Linked DNA regions of Triticum aestivum: region 1 is linked to region 2. Evidence: chromatin contacts called from public HiCAR-type data. All regions are on one chromosome and are shown on one strand. Each heading gives the region's core, a stretch centred on a gene start, on an enhancer-like site or on the middle of the called end of the contact. The rest is flanking DNA. Distances are from core to core; before and after follow the strand shown. Region 1 holds the start of LOC123181509 (protein NRT1/ PTR FAMILY 8.5). Region 2 holds the start of LOC123181508.

The links. HiCAR-type assays count read pairs that join an accessible place to other places.
Region 1: a HiCAR-type map of leaf shows a contact between it and region 2, with 6 times the contacts expected there. The contact joins the promoter of LOC123181509 here to the promoter of LOC123181508 in region 2. A contact is called at or near these places in 2 of 5 Hi-C or Micro-C datasets (both in leaf) and 1 of 1 datasets of contacts at active chromatin or transcription factors (leaf).

Annotation. Positions count from the first base shown.
Region 1 is chr1D:286,686,024-286,692,967 of IWGSC CS RefSeq v2.1, forward strand. It overlaps LOC123181509 (protein NRT1/ PTR FAMILY 8.5), which reads left to right and starts at 4,011. Exons shown (of 8, transcript XM_044593785.1): 1 at 4,011-4,304; 2 at 4,884-4,944; 3 at 5,056-5,273; 4 at 5,382-5,938; 5 at 6,685-6,944. The coding sequence starts at 4,248.
Region 2 is chr1D:286,271,628-286,278,527 of IWGSC CS RefSeq v2.1, forward strand. LOC123181508 reads right to left here and starts at 2,616. Exons shown (of 3, transcript XM_044593782.1): 1 at 2,206-2,616; 2 at 2,043-2,127. The coding sequence starts at 2,501.

The DNA of each region.
Region 1 (6,944 bases), core at 2,761-5,260, 420 kb after region 2:
CTCTAAGTCTCAATCTGGATACATATTGAAAGTGGGAGCGATTAGCTAGAGTAGCTCCGTGCACAGCATTGTAGACATAGAAAATTTGCAAAATACATACGGCTCTGAATGTGGCAGACCCGTTGACTAAACTTCTCTCACAAGCAAAAACATGATCACTCTTCGAGTGTTAATCACATAGCGATGTGAACTAGATTATTGACTCTAGTAAACCCTTTGGGTATTAGTCACATGGAGATGTGAACTAATCACATAAAGATGTGAACTATTGGTGTTAAATCACATGATGATGTAATCTAGATTATTGACTCTAGTGCAAGTGGGAGACTGAAGGAAATATGCCCTAGAGGCAATAATAAAGTTGTTATTTACATTTCCTTATATCATGATAAATGTTTATTATTCATGCTAGAATTGTATTAACCAGAAACTTAGTACATGTGTGAATACATAGACAAACAGAGTGTCCCTAGTATGCCTCTACTTGACTAGCTCGTTAATCAAAGATGGTTAAGTTTCCTAGCCATGGACATGTGTTGTCATTTGATGCACGGGATCACATCATTAGAGAATGATGTGATGGACAAGACCCATCCGTTAGCTTAGCATAATGATCGTTTTGTTTTATTGCTATTGCTTTCTTCATGACTTATACATGTTCCTCTGACTATGAGATTATGCAACTCCCGGATACTGGAGGAACACCTTGTGTGCTATCAAACGTCACAACGTAACTGGGTGATTATAAAGATGCTCTACAGGTGTCTCCGAAGGTGTTTGTTGGGTTGGCATAGATCAAGAATAGGATTTGTCACTCCGTGTATTGGAGAGGTATCTCTGGGCCCTCTCGGTAATGCACATCACTATAAGCCTTGCAAGCAATGTGACTAATGAGTTAGTTGCGGGATAATGCATTACAGAACGAGTAAAGAGACTTGCCGGTAACGAGATTGAACTAGGTATGATGATACCGACGATCGAATCTTGGGCAAGTAACGTACCGATGACAAAGGGAACAACGTATGTTGTTATGCGGTTTGACTGATAAAGATCTTCGTAGAATATGTAGGAGCCAATATGAGCATCCAGGTTCCGCTATTGGTTATTGACCAGAGATGTGTCTCGGTCATGTCTACATAGTTCTCGAACCCGTAGGGTCCGCAGGCTTAACGTTCGATGACGATTTGTATTATGAGTTATGTGATTTGATGACCGAAGTTTGTTCAGAGTACCGGATGAGGTCACGGACGTGACGAGGATTCTCGAAATGGTTGAGAGGTAAAGATTCATATATTGGAAGGTTACATTCGGACACCGGAATGGTTTCGGGAAGTATCAGATAAGTTTCGGAGTACCGGGAGGTTACCGGAACCCCCCGGGGAAGTATTGGGCCTTAATGGGCTTTAGTGGAAAGGAGAGAAAGGGCCACAAGGGGAGGCAGCATCCCCCCCATGGCAAGTCCGAATTGGACTAGGGAGGGGGCGGCGCCCCCCTCTTTCCTTCTCCCTCTCTTCCTCCTTCCCTCTCTCCCCCTCTTGGAAAGGAAGGGGACTCCAACTAGGGAGGGGGCGGCGCCCCCCTCTTTCCTTCTCCCTCTCTATGGCGTGCGCCCCCCTTGGCCGGCCTCTTCCTCCCCCCTCCTTTATATACGTGGGAGGGGGCCACCCCATAGAGACACCAAGTCTTCTTTTTAGCCGTGTGCGGTGCCCCCTCCACAGTTACACACCTCGGTCATATTGTCGTAGTGCTTAGGAAAAGCCGTGCACCGGTAACTTCATCATCACGGTCGCCACGCCGTTGTGCTGACGGAACTCTCCCTCGTCCTCAACTGGATCAAGAGGCCAACTCGGTCATATTGTCGAGGGACATCATCGTGCTGAACGTGTGTTGAACACGGAGGTGTCGTACGTTCGGTACTTGGATCGGTTGAATCGCGAAGACGTTCGACTACATCAACCGCGTTACTAAACGCTTCAGCTTTCGGTCTACGAGGGTACGTGGACATACTCTCCCGTCTTGTTGCTATGCATCACCTAGATAGATCTTGCGTGATCGTAGGATTTTTTTTAAATACTGCGTTCCCCAACACAATGGAGTTTGGGGGAGGAAGAGGTCAGTCTTCTTGGGGGAAGAAGATCCCCTCTTATAGTGGGGGACAAATCCAACGGTTATGCACCTCTCAGCCCGCAAGCAAGCGGTACTACCGTTCTGGGAGCGGTACTACTGCTCCTTACAGGACACACAGGAGATTAGAAGAGCAGGGGAGAGAACAGAGCAACGGGTGGTGGTAGCCGTGGTAGTAGGGGCGGTACTACCGCCTATAGGCGGTACTACCGCTGCTACTACCACCTATTTTCTAGGGGCGAACAGGTAGCACGGTGGAGACCCTGAGGCACTATCGTAAAACCCGACACGAAAAAATCAAGGCCCCAACTACAAGCGGTAGTACGAGCGGGAGTAGCAGCGGTACTACCGCTGCTGCCCGCGGTACTACCTCTTGTAGCTCTCCACCCCTTCTTCGGCACAAACGAAGGACAACTCCAATGAAGCGGAAAGAGGCGATGGGTGCAAATATGAGTGTGTACGTGTTGATTCCAACCGAACCTTTCCGAAACGGACCCCCCTCTTGATAGTATGGTTTTCCCTACGACTCAAATCCACCAAAACGAACCGAAGGAAAGAAACCGTCTTCACTTGAAACTCCGAGGGGTACGAATCGTCTTGTGCCATATGCTTGATAGTCTGAAATGCTCAATGCACACGATTAGTCCACAAACACATTGTCATCATTCACCAAAACCATTTAGGGAGAAATATGCCCTAACACATTGCTTATGGGAAGCGTTTTTTTTGAAACGAAGGCATAAGATTAGCCTCATCCATTAATTAAGGGAGAAATAGAGTTGGGGTTACAACAAGACGCAAAAGCGCCAACACTAGTAAAGCTACTGTCCCGACATTAGTTCACCCAATCGCTTTGCACCCGTGATGACCCATTACTTCTTTCTTAATCTCCTCCATGAGAATCGTTGTAGGGCCGGATTTGTGCCGGAAGACCCTTGCATTCCTCTCATTCCAAATGGTCCAACACATGAGTGATGGAAGCCATCGCACTCCTGTTTGGGATGTTCCTTCCAGAAATTTTGATCCACCAATCTTTTATGGACCTTTCCATAGCCCAAACGATGGTGTCAAGGTGCACTAGTTGGAGCCAATCCCGGACCAAATCCCAAAGCCTCAAAGTGTAGCGTCATTCGTATAGCAAGTGAGATGATGTTTCCGGCTCCCTTCTACATAGCGGGCAGAGGCCACAATTTATCCTAGTGCGCTTGCCAGCATATCCGCCATCCGAATCCTTCCTTGGATTGTCAATCACGCAAAGAATTTGGCCTTTGGGATGAGAAGCGAATCGTGCGGCACATGAGCTAGCACGGTTTAGTTTCAGTAATAAGAATTCCTGTAGTTGGGTCGATGAACCAGTTGAGAAAACTGATGAATGATATACTTCACCAAAAAATCACATCGTCTGGTTTGATTTGATTTGTGGAGATGAGCTTAAGCCTGAAGTTTAGAAAAACAAGTGAATGGCGCAGTTGGATGTGGATAGATGGACAGCCCGCAAGACAGCGAATGAAGTCATGCCCCACACACACTTCAATCAAATCAAAGAAACGAAAAAAAAGGGAAAAACAAGCTTCGACGAACTGGACAGGGCAGGGACGAACACCTGATAATTTATTTATTTTTTCTCAGGGAGAAATAAATAAAGGACATGCTCAACACGGGTGGAATAAAGTCGCCGGTGCTACTGCTACAGAGGGAATCAGGGAAGATCCGGTTTCGCTGTCTACAGCAGTAGTATACTTAGAGCTCGAGGACATGAGGAAATGAATGGAGTTGGGTGGGTCTGAATAGAAAGCGACGGAGATAATTAAAATACGCAACGCGCGGTAAACACGGCGCACGCAAATAATGAAGCCACAGTTCGATGAGAGCGAGCGGGATGGGAACACACACGTGCCCTGATGCTGCTTAACAGTAGTACTAGTAGTTGAGGCAGGAGAGTAGATAGAAGAAATAAAAGTCGTTGGTACTGGCGGCTACGTGCCAAGGACGACCACCAAGTAGCTGGGAGGCTGGAACGGGAGGGAGCGGAGCGGACCCGGGGGAAGGCGAGAGAGTCGGAGGGAGCCCCGCTCCGGCCAGCCTCCGTCGGCACCCACGGCCGGCAGCGGCAGCGGCACGCCATGGACGCGGAGGCCGGAGAGGCGCCCCTCCTCTCCCACCAGCACAACCCCAACCAGGTAACCCGCCTTCCCCACCGGAAAAGCCCATTCCCCAAAAACGCCCGCCTACCCGCCACCCATTTATTTCTCTGCTCTGGCTCTGGCTCTGGCTCGGCGGCTCTACTACATCAGAAATCTTCTTCTACCACCACCAGCAGCATCTCTCGCGTCGCAAGCAGTGAGAGATTGAGACCAGACTCCTCGGATTCATGGCCACGCCACGGGGTTCAGATTCAGCACCGGTTTTGTCAGATAGGGTTGGTGTTGCTCAATTTTAGTACTACTCTCATTGTAGACTGTATGTACACGACGCTCATCCTGTTAGATCTCTCAGCCGCTCGCTCGCTTGCTTGTAGCAGCAAGCAGCGCGCACATTCCGATCTCGGCTCACTTAAATTACATCCAAATTCCAACTTAGATTCGCACTCCTGTTTGCCACTCCTCTGCACTGACGCTTGGACACTTGCTATCCGCCTCAAACTAAATCTCTCAGCTCTCATCCCAGCTCCCTAAATTGGTCAACCATATTTTTTCCTCATTTCAAATCCACAATTTGGTCACCTTTAACTTGGTTCATATGTTTCTCCATGCATACAGGTCTCGTCAGCAGATCACAACCACAAACCCTTCAACTGGAAGGCTCCTGCTATTATCTTGGGTCGGCTCCTCCTCATATTTCTTCCTGCCAGTCTCATGAATGCAAACAAACCTACTATGTGATGAACATTTTCTGATGTTGCAACAAAATTAACACTCCTTTTCGCTGCAGCGTTTGAGTTCTTGGAGAGCATTGCCTACGCTGGTATTGCCCTCAACTTGGTAGTATATCTTGGGAAGGTCCTTCATGGAACTACGGCTTCAAATGCCGCGAATGTCGATACATGGAACGGCACCACGTTCCTCACGCCCGTCCTCGGAGCATTTCTTGCTGATACATACTGGGGGAAGTACAAGACCGTGGCCATCTCCATAATATTCTATCTTACTGTAAGTACATGCATTCTATTACTTCAGAACTTGCTCTCTTTTATGCCCATTTTGTTGCAGTCATCATGTGTGATTTCTTAACTCCTAAATTTGTCTGTCAACAAATAGGGGTTGCTCATCATAACTGCTTCGGCGATCATTCCATCTTTACAACCCGCCGCATGTGAAGGAACTTCATGCCCTCCTGCCACAGGGTTTCAGAATTTTGTCTTCTTTACTGCACTATACCTTGTCTCGGTTGGGACTGGAGGGGTTAAATCAGCTTTGCTCCCACTTGGAGCTGATCAGTATGATGATTCAAACCTTGAACAGAGTAAAAAGAAGCAGGCTTTCTTTAGCTGGTTCTTCATTGCCATTAACCTTGGCGTCTTCATCTCGGGGACAGTTGTTGTATGGATACAGCAAAATGTTGCTTGGTCTCTTGGATTTGGCATCTCATCGATATGCCTCATTATCGCCACAGTTGCCTTCTTGGCAGGAACACCAATCTACAGGGTTCAACTTCCTACTGGAAGCCCACTTAAAAGTCTTGTAGCGGTGTTTGTTGCATCATTTAAAAAGAGAAAAGTGGAGGTTCCTGCTGATAGCTCAATATTGTTTGATGGAAATGATGCTGACTTAACCAATGAAGCACCAAACAAATTGGCACATACTGAAGGATTCAGGTATGTTTATCACATGATGGAATCCAAGTCTGCTAGCCTAGCTGGACAAGTTAGTTTAAATTTGTCTGTTTTAACAAAAGAAACTTACCTCACATGTTTTCTAGAATTCCCCACTAGCTACAAATAGACATCTGGAAGGTGTAATATCCCCCTTAACATTATTTTACGAAAACAGGGTCAACAAATATTTATGAAATTACTAGCGGCTTTTATGTTCATTTTCTTATAATGAATGATGTTGTTAGAGCTATTAGAAAAGATCTTTGTATTAAAAAGTTACATTGTCATGTAGCCTTGATTTGTTCATGTGAATCTCAAAGAGAAATAAAGCTCAATTTGCCCTTATATCGTACTCTTCGTCAACCACAACCCCCAATTGTAATTAGTCAGAACAATTTGGCATGAAATATATCAGTCCTAATTAGCCCCATCTCATCTACCAGATAGAATTAAATGTCTCGCAATATTGTGGATGTGAGTCATGTTATGTTATGATCAAACATTAGAATTTTGTGTGGCTGTGTGCATTGCAATATGCAGAGGCCGGGTGTTACCCTCCTTTCCACACCAAAAAAACATTAGATTTTTTGCATGCGTAATACAGCCTAAAACCACAACTTTAGTTTCTGTAATGCTTTAGTTACAATCATGGACTGGTGGTGAAGATTGTGTTTTGCAATTTGAGTTATTCTTGTTACCTTTTAGTCGAATATGTATTCTGCACTTTGACATTTCAATCCTTTCAGGTGCTTAGATAAGGCTGCTGTAGTCTTAGGGGACCAGGAGATAAAGGAGAGCCTTTCTGGGCGTCCATGGATGCTATGCACTGTAACTCAGGTGGAGGAAGTGAAGATTCTTGTTCGGATGCTTCCAATATGGTTCACCAGCGTGTTCTACGCAGCTTCCATGTGCCAAACAGCCACCACCTTCATCCAACAGGGGAACAAAATGAACACAAAGATTGGATCCTTCTCCGTCCCTCCTGCTTCCATGAACTCTGCCTCGG
Region 2 (6,900 bases), core at 1,366-3,865:
TAAACCAGGTAATTATACCTCTCACCATGATTTATCGGCCAGTTTAGCTGATTAGACACCGGCTTAGCTCATCATCCTTGAAAACCATAATCGATGTGATACGGATGCCGCCGCCGGCACTCTCACAGCCCTACGTCCGCAGGAGGGAGGTGATCTCGTGCTTCACCGAGCACAGCCTCGTCGATGGCCCCCTATCAGTTGCCATGAGGGAGACTCTCCAAGACCTCCGCATTGACCTCGACAAGGAGGCGCTCTGCGGCTGCGCGTCAAGGACATTGCCGGACAGCTTAAACCTAGACTAGCTCGTCTACTGCTGCGGCCTATGTTGGCACAGCCCCGATAGCACCGGGTACTTCCAGCGACAAAAACAAATCAGAGCTGACGAGATGTGTACATACACAGCTAGCACACAGTGGCTGACTGATTTGTTCAGGACATCTACTGGTCGCCAATGGCTGAAGCTAGCTAGCAAAACGATCAAGCTGATCGATTCTAGTTGCCAGACGAAAACACACAAAACGCACGACACTCGAGGACTGGTGATTGCAACCTAGTGTCCGCCACAGGGATGCATGGCACACCGTCGCATGGAAGTCTAGCCAGTGCCTCCTCGAGTTAATGCGGGAGTACTTCGGGCTAAGGCGGCCCTGGTCGGCATCGGCCAAGTCGGATGCAGCCCAAACGAACTGGTCACACAGTGCGTCAACTGACTTCGTTGACCGGATCAAACGGTGTCTAATCTGCCAAACCGGTGCCTAATCCACTAAACCAGCTGAATAGCTGATCAATCATGGTTAGGAGGGTAATTACCCAGTTTAATTAGGTCAAGGGGCTAGATGTACCAAAAAAGATTGCTAGAATAGGACTTTTGGAGGATTATAACCCTTGGGAATTTTTCCTAAGTTGGTCATTTGATTTGTAGGAATGGATCCTATAGGAATTTTTCCTAAGGAATCATCTGTTCTACGTTCCACAGGAAATCTAGCATCCACTCCAACCTCTTTTTACAATTCTTTGTTTTTCCTGTGACACCAAACACTCTGGTATCCTATATCATTCGAGCAGGCATGCCACTCCATTCCTGTATTTTTTCTTGTTCCTGCGTTTTGAATTCATGTGAATCAAAGAGGCCCTTCGGGAGGGAAATGGTCCAGAGCTGATACTTTGAGGTGTTAAACAGACTTATCTCACATTTTATTGACATTCTTTTTTCCTTTGGAAAAGGATTGCTGAATTTTACGATTGACTATGTCAAAATAGTATAAGGTAAAGTGTAGCTTTTAAGTAACTTTACTGAAACGATTAACAGATGCTGTAGTTGCTAAGTTATACAGGAATGAAGAACTACTGATATTTACTAAGATGATCAACTAGATTAATTTGCCCTTGATCTCGGTGACAACTACACTTGGTATAGAAAGATCCGGAACAATCGTGGAAAGGCGAGCAGAGTATCCATCATATGCTTCCATTCTGTGATTTGAGAGACATGATACATCTATACAGCAGTAGTAATTCGAAAGTGTGGGAAGGATCGCCCTATGCGCTACAGCAGGCTAGCATTTGCTACTACTCCGTATTTACTAAGATGGTCCCTCGGTGGCAACTATACTTTGGTATAGATTGATCAGGAGCAACTGCGGAAAGAAAATCAGCTGTTATCCATCGTATGCTCGCGATTTGAGAGACATGATGCACAAAAGTTAAAAAAAAAATCACTAGGTGTTAGTTGTGCATTCTGCAACCGCCTTGCGCTTTTCTGACCAAAGTACATGCTTAAGCGCAATTATGTGCTAGGCATTTTGCTATCGCCTAGAGCCTAGGCGTGCCTTTTTTTAAACTATATTGATGCATCTATACGACAGTAGTAATTCGAATGTGCGGGAAGGATTGCGACGCCACAGCAGGCTAGCATTTGTAAGATTGAAAGGCATAGTTTGGTACCGTCATCAATTAGAAATACATGGATCTAGAGCAATTTAAGCAAAACGTGAGTACGTTGTGGAAAAGGAACTGCAACTAGCAGACGAAGAGCATCGCACCTTTTGATGTGCGTTGTGGCGCTTGCCGGCCCTCCACCTGCGGATCTGGCCGTCCTTCATCGTTCTGAAGCGGAACTTCATGGACCTGACACGCACACCACCATGAGATTCAGAAATGCAGGCAATACACTGGCGGTGAAGGGAGGGTGAGTTGGGAACCTACGAGGGGGCCTTCATCTTGTATTTCTTGACTTTGGAGATGGTGGGCGTGGTCGGCGCGCGGGACCTGCCCTTGATGGCGTAGTGGCGCAGCTGCATCGCCATCACCGGAGGCCGGACGATCGAAGCGGCTGCCGCCGAGTGGAACAGCGAGCCCATGATGGGCAGAGGCGCCTGGGTGTGGGAGTGGTCGCGGCGGAAGGGGAGGGAGGGCACGGGCGAGCGGGCATGGACGACGGTGGGGGAGGAGAGGAAGCGGCGGGCGAGGCCGGCGGCGGAGGAGCAGCACCACCGCCGCATCGTGCCGTGTTGTTGCGTGGCGGGCCTCAGCAAGCAGCTAGGGTTTCAGTTTGCTTCTCTCCCTCATCTGTGTCCATCTTGGAGCGTACTGAGAAGATAGCCCAGCCCAAGCTGGCGCCTACTACTCCAGCCCAGCCCATTTCACACCACTCGTGTTTTACTTTACAACACAATCGTTGAAACCTATTCGCCGCTCGTTGCGTCGAACTGTCGACGCAACGCACATGCCACACACAGGGAGCGAGGGATCTGGGCCGGCCCCTAGAGCGTGACCACAGTGGGAGTCAATCGGTTTTGGGAACCTTCTAGATGGTTCCCCAAAACCGGGTTTTTCTGTTTTTCTTTCTTCTATTGGGTTTTTCGTTTTTTATTTTCTGTTCCCAGAGCCTATTCGCCGCTCGTTGCGTTGAGATGGATGTGTGGCCACACGAAGAAGGATAGAGTCCGGAATGATGATATACGAGATAGAGTTGGGGTAGCACCAATTGAAGAGAAGCTTGTCCAACACCGTCTGAGATGGTTTGGGCATATTCAGTGCAGGCCTCCAGAAGCTCCAGTGCATAGAGGACGGCTAAAGCATGTGGAGAATGTCAAGAGAGGTCGGGGTAGACCGAATCTGACATGGAAGGAGTCCGTTAAGAGAGACCTGAACGATCGGAGTATCACCAAAGAACTAGCTATGGACAAGGGCGCGTGGAAGCTTGCCATCCATGTGCCAGAGCCATGAGTGATCGCGAGATCTTATGGGTTTCACCTCTAGCCTACCCCAACTTGTTTGGGACTAAAGACTTTGTTGTTGTTGTTGTTGTTGTTATTGTTTCTTTTTTTGTTCTTTTTTTCCTTTTCTTTCTTTTTCTTTCTTTCTTTTTCTTTTATTTTTTCATGTTTTCTTTTTAAAGTATAATTTTCTTTTCAAAATTTTTCCAAAAATTTTAAATATCAGTCAGAATTCAAAAAAGTTCTTGTTCTAAAATTTTGTTCAGAATTTTAAAATGATGTTCATAGTTTCAGCATTTTTGTTTACAATTTAAAAATGTTCCTTTTAGAAAAATCAAAAAATGTTTGAAAATTTCAAATTTGGTTCACATTTCAAAAATTGTTCCCAATTTTCCAAAAAAAATCTGAATTCCGAAATTTGTTCATGTTTTTCAAAAAATGGAGATTCCAATTTTTTCCCATGTTTTCAAAAAATTGCAATATAAAAAATGGTTTGTAATTTCAATATTTGTTTGTGTTTTCAAGAAAGTTCACAGTTTCAATCTTTTTTTCGTGTTTCTAATTTTTTTTGGTATATCTAAATTTGTTCGTGTTTTCAAAAAAATGGAGTTTCAACTTTTGTTCATTTTTTTAAAAGTTCGCAGTTTCAAATAAATGTTCGGAATTTCAAAATATGTTCATGTTTTCAAAAAAAGGATTTTTAAAAAATCGTGTTTCTAAAAATTGTTTGAAATTTCTAAATTTGTTTGTATTTTCAAACAAGTTTGGAGTTTCAAATTTTGTCCGTGTTTTAGAAAATTGTTCGGAATTTCAATTTTTTGTTCTCATTTTTCAATACATCTTCAGAATTCAAAAAGGTATTCCAAGTTTTCAAAGATTATCCATGTTTGCAAAACATTGTTCGCATTTTCAAAAGAAATTAGAATTTAACAAATTGTTTGCGTTTTTTAAAACATTGAGTAATGTTGATTTACGTTGCTGCAGTTTGTTCTTTAGAATTGGCGCTACACATTTTCCACAATCATTGGTCAGTTCACCCGTCTAGCGAGGTGACGACAGCAACAGAAGGCCTCGAGATCGAATCTTTAGTTGCCCATATTATATGTTTCGGAATTTTTGCGCCCGACCGGTGGCTAAGAGCTTTACCCCCAATGGGCCGGCCCAGTTGTGCGCGCTCTGTGTGAAGAGGCGTCTATTTGCCGCAGAATGCGGTAAATAGGAGCTCCCACAATCGTTGCTCAAAAAAACTTAACAATACTATTTTTTTATCATAGTATAAAAACATGGGGATTACTCCTATAAAGAATGTGGAGTACGCACCTCCTACAGGGTCGGTTGCGCCCGGTTTGGACGGGTGCCGTGTTGCGTTGGTGTCCAGCTCGAATCGTAGCTTCGCTCGTGTGAGCCTGTCAGCCAGATGTTTGTCCCGCATGAGCATGTGCATTTGGTACGCCTATGAGTCCAGATATAACCTTGCTTTGTGCTTGGTTGTCTGACGTGGATGGGACATGCAACATCGGTTGGGTTGCTTAAAAACACCCCGTGTGCCCATCCTCTCGTATCGCCTCCTATATTTTTTTCTTGTTGTCGTGGCTCTCTCCTTCCATTTGAATTCAACGAAGCACAACGGCATCCCCTCGCTTCGCTCCCCTAAACAGAAAGGTGAACTTCCCTGTCGGGCTTCCTGTGGGTTTGTGTCAGCTCAGGTCCATCTTTGCCTAGCCAATCATCGTTGCGCTCAAGTAGGGGAGGGTGGCGGAAACCAGGGGCGGCCGATGGTTGTTTCCAGTTTCGCTTAAAAAGGTGCAGAAGAAGTCTGCAGTCGTCGTGCCATGGTCTCCTGGGCCTGCATCGTCTTTCTTGCGCTTTCATTGTGCTTTTCTCTCCCCTCGTCCTGCAGGTATTGTGACTTCCCATTACAAACTTTGATCTATTTTGCGACGCTTCAGTTGTGTCATGTATAACCCGTTTTCGTCATGGAAAAAACACTGGCGACATTTTTCGGTGGTCGCGCCCATCGTCACCGAAGCGCCATCATAGAAAATAAAATTTTGATGGTACCAATTTTTTCGTCACGCAAGTTCGTATGTTAGGTGACAGACCAAAAAATGTCACCAGCGGTCGTCTTCGGCGACGGCCCAGAATGTAACCTATGATGGCCCAATCTGTCACCTAAAATCTTTTTGGTGACGATAATCCCGTCACCGGTGATCGGTCCGGGGGGGTTGACCCGTCAAAGATTTAGACAGGTGGGGCCAGCAGTTGCTGAGGTGGCTTCTTCTATGTGGGTCCGGCATGGGTTTTATCATCGACGGTCCCGTCAGTAATAAATCACAATGAGTTTTTACCGGTCAATGTTGCTGACATATGGGCCCAGAAGATGCTGATGTGGTTGCTTACATGTGGGACCAGGCATCATTTTTTTGGTGACGATGTGTCGTCTGACTGGTCAACGGTTCTACCATGGGGCCCCCTTAAATAGGCCCCCACGAATCTAACCATTATGTTCTAGAAAAGTTCAAATAGTACCACCGTTTAAGGGAGCGGTACTACCTCTAGATATTGGTGGGTAACAGATCCCCACAGTAGTACGCACAACATAATAGCAGAAGTACCGCACAAGCGGCACTACCTCTAATTATTGGTGGCTAACAGAAAACCCCATGGTAGTATGCGCAACACAACAGCAGAAGTACAACACAAGCGGTGCCACCTCTAATTATTGGTGGGTAACAAAAAACACCACGGTAGTACGCGTGATACAACAGCAGAAGTATCGCACAAGCGATACTACCTCTTAAGGGGAAGGTGCTATCTCTAAATAGATAGCAGCAGAGCCATAACATCCATAACTTCTGCAAACGAACTCTGAAATCAGCACTCAAGCTTGTTGGATAGATGACGACAAGCACTATCCAACAAGGACTGGATAAATTAAGAACTAGTAATGGAGAAGAAATGCCAATTGGATAAAGAAGAGAACCTTCCCAAAATATGAACCGGCAAAATCTCCAACACCGAAAACGCAAAGATGATGCATCAAACTCTGTTTCGATGAACTTGAGTTTGACAAGAAGATGAACACAAACTCTAAAACCTAACAAAGAGAAAAAACAAATATGATGCCAAGGATGCAATGGTTTGACCTCTCTATGAACGATACGATCAAGCTACTCACCCGAGAGAGCCCATTAATAGTACGATAATCACCTATAACCCGGTCTCCTAACTAACACCATGAGACCGATAAAATAGAAAACTATCAAGGTCAAACATTTGCCTTGCGCATAATCCAGTTGAGCTAGATGATGACGATCATGCCCGCTTCAAGATGGAACACCTTTCTTGGTAGCGCACGCTTGGTGAGGACTCACGATTTGCTTCCCCATACTCCACTATGGGAGAGCTACTTTTAGGCACATCTTCACAAGACCATTATCACCAAATGGTCGACAAGCTTCAAGCATGTGATCTCTTTGTTATGCTCCTCTTGAACTTGCACACTGCAACCTTGATGACGATCACCACTTGATGCCATCCTCTCTTGGGCTATATGAGATCTTCCTTTTGATGCAAGCCCATGGAAAGATACCTAACCCCACATAGAAACACCAAACACATAGATCATGGGTTAGTTCACAGTGTGTAATGGACAATGCTTACCATACTGTGATATCACATG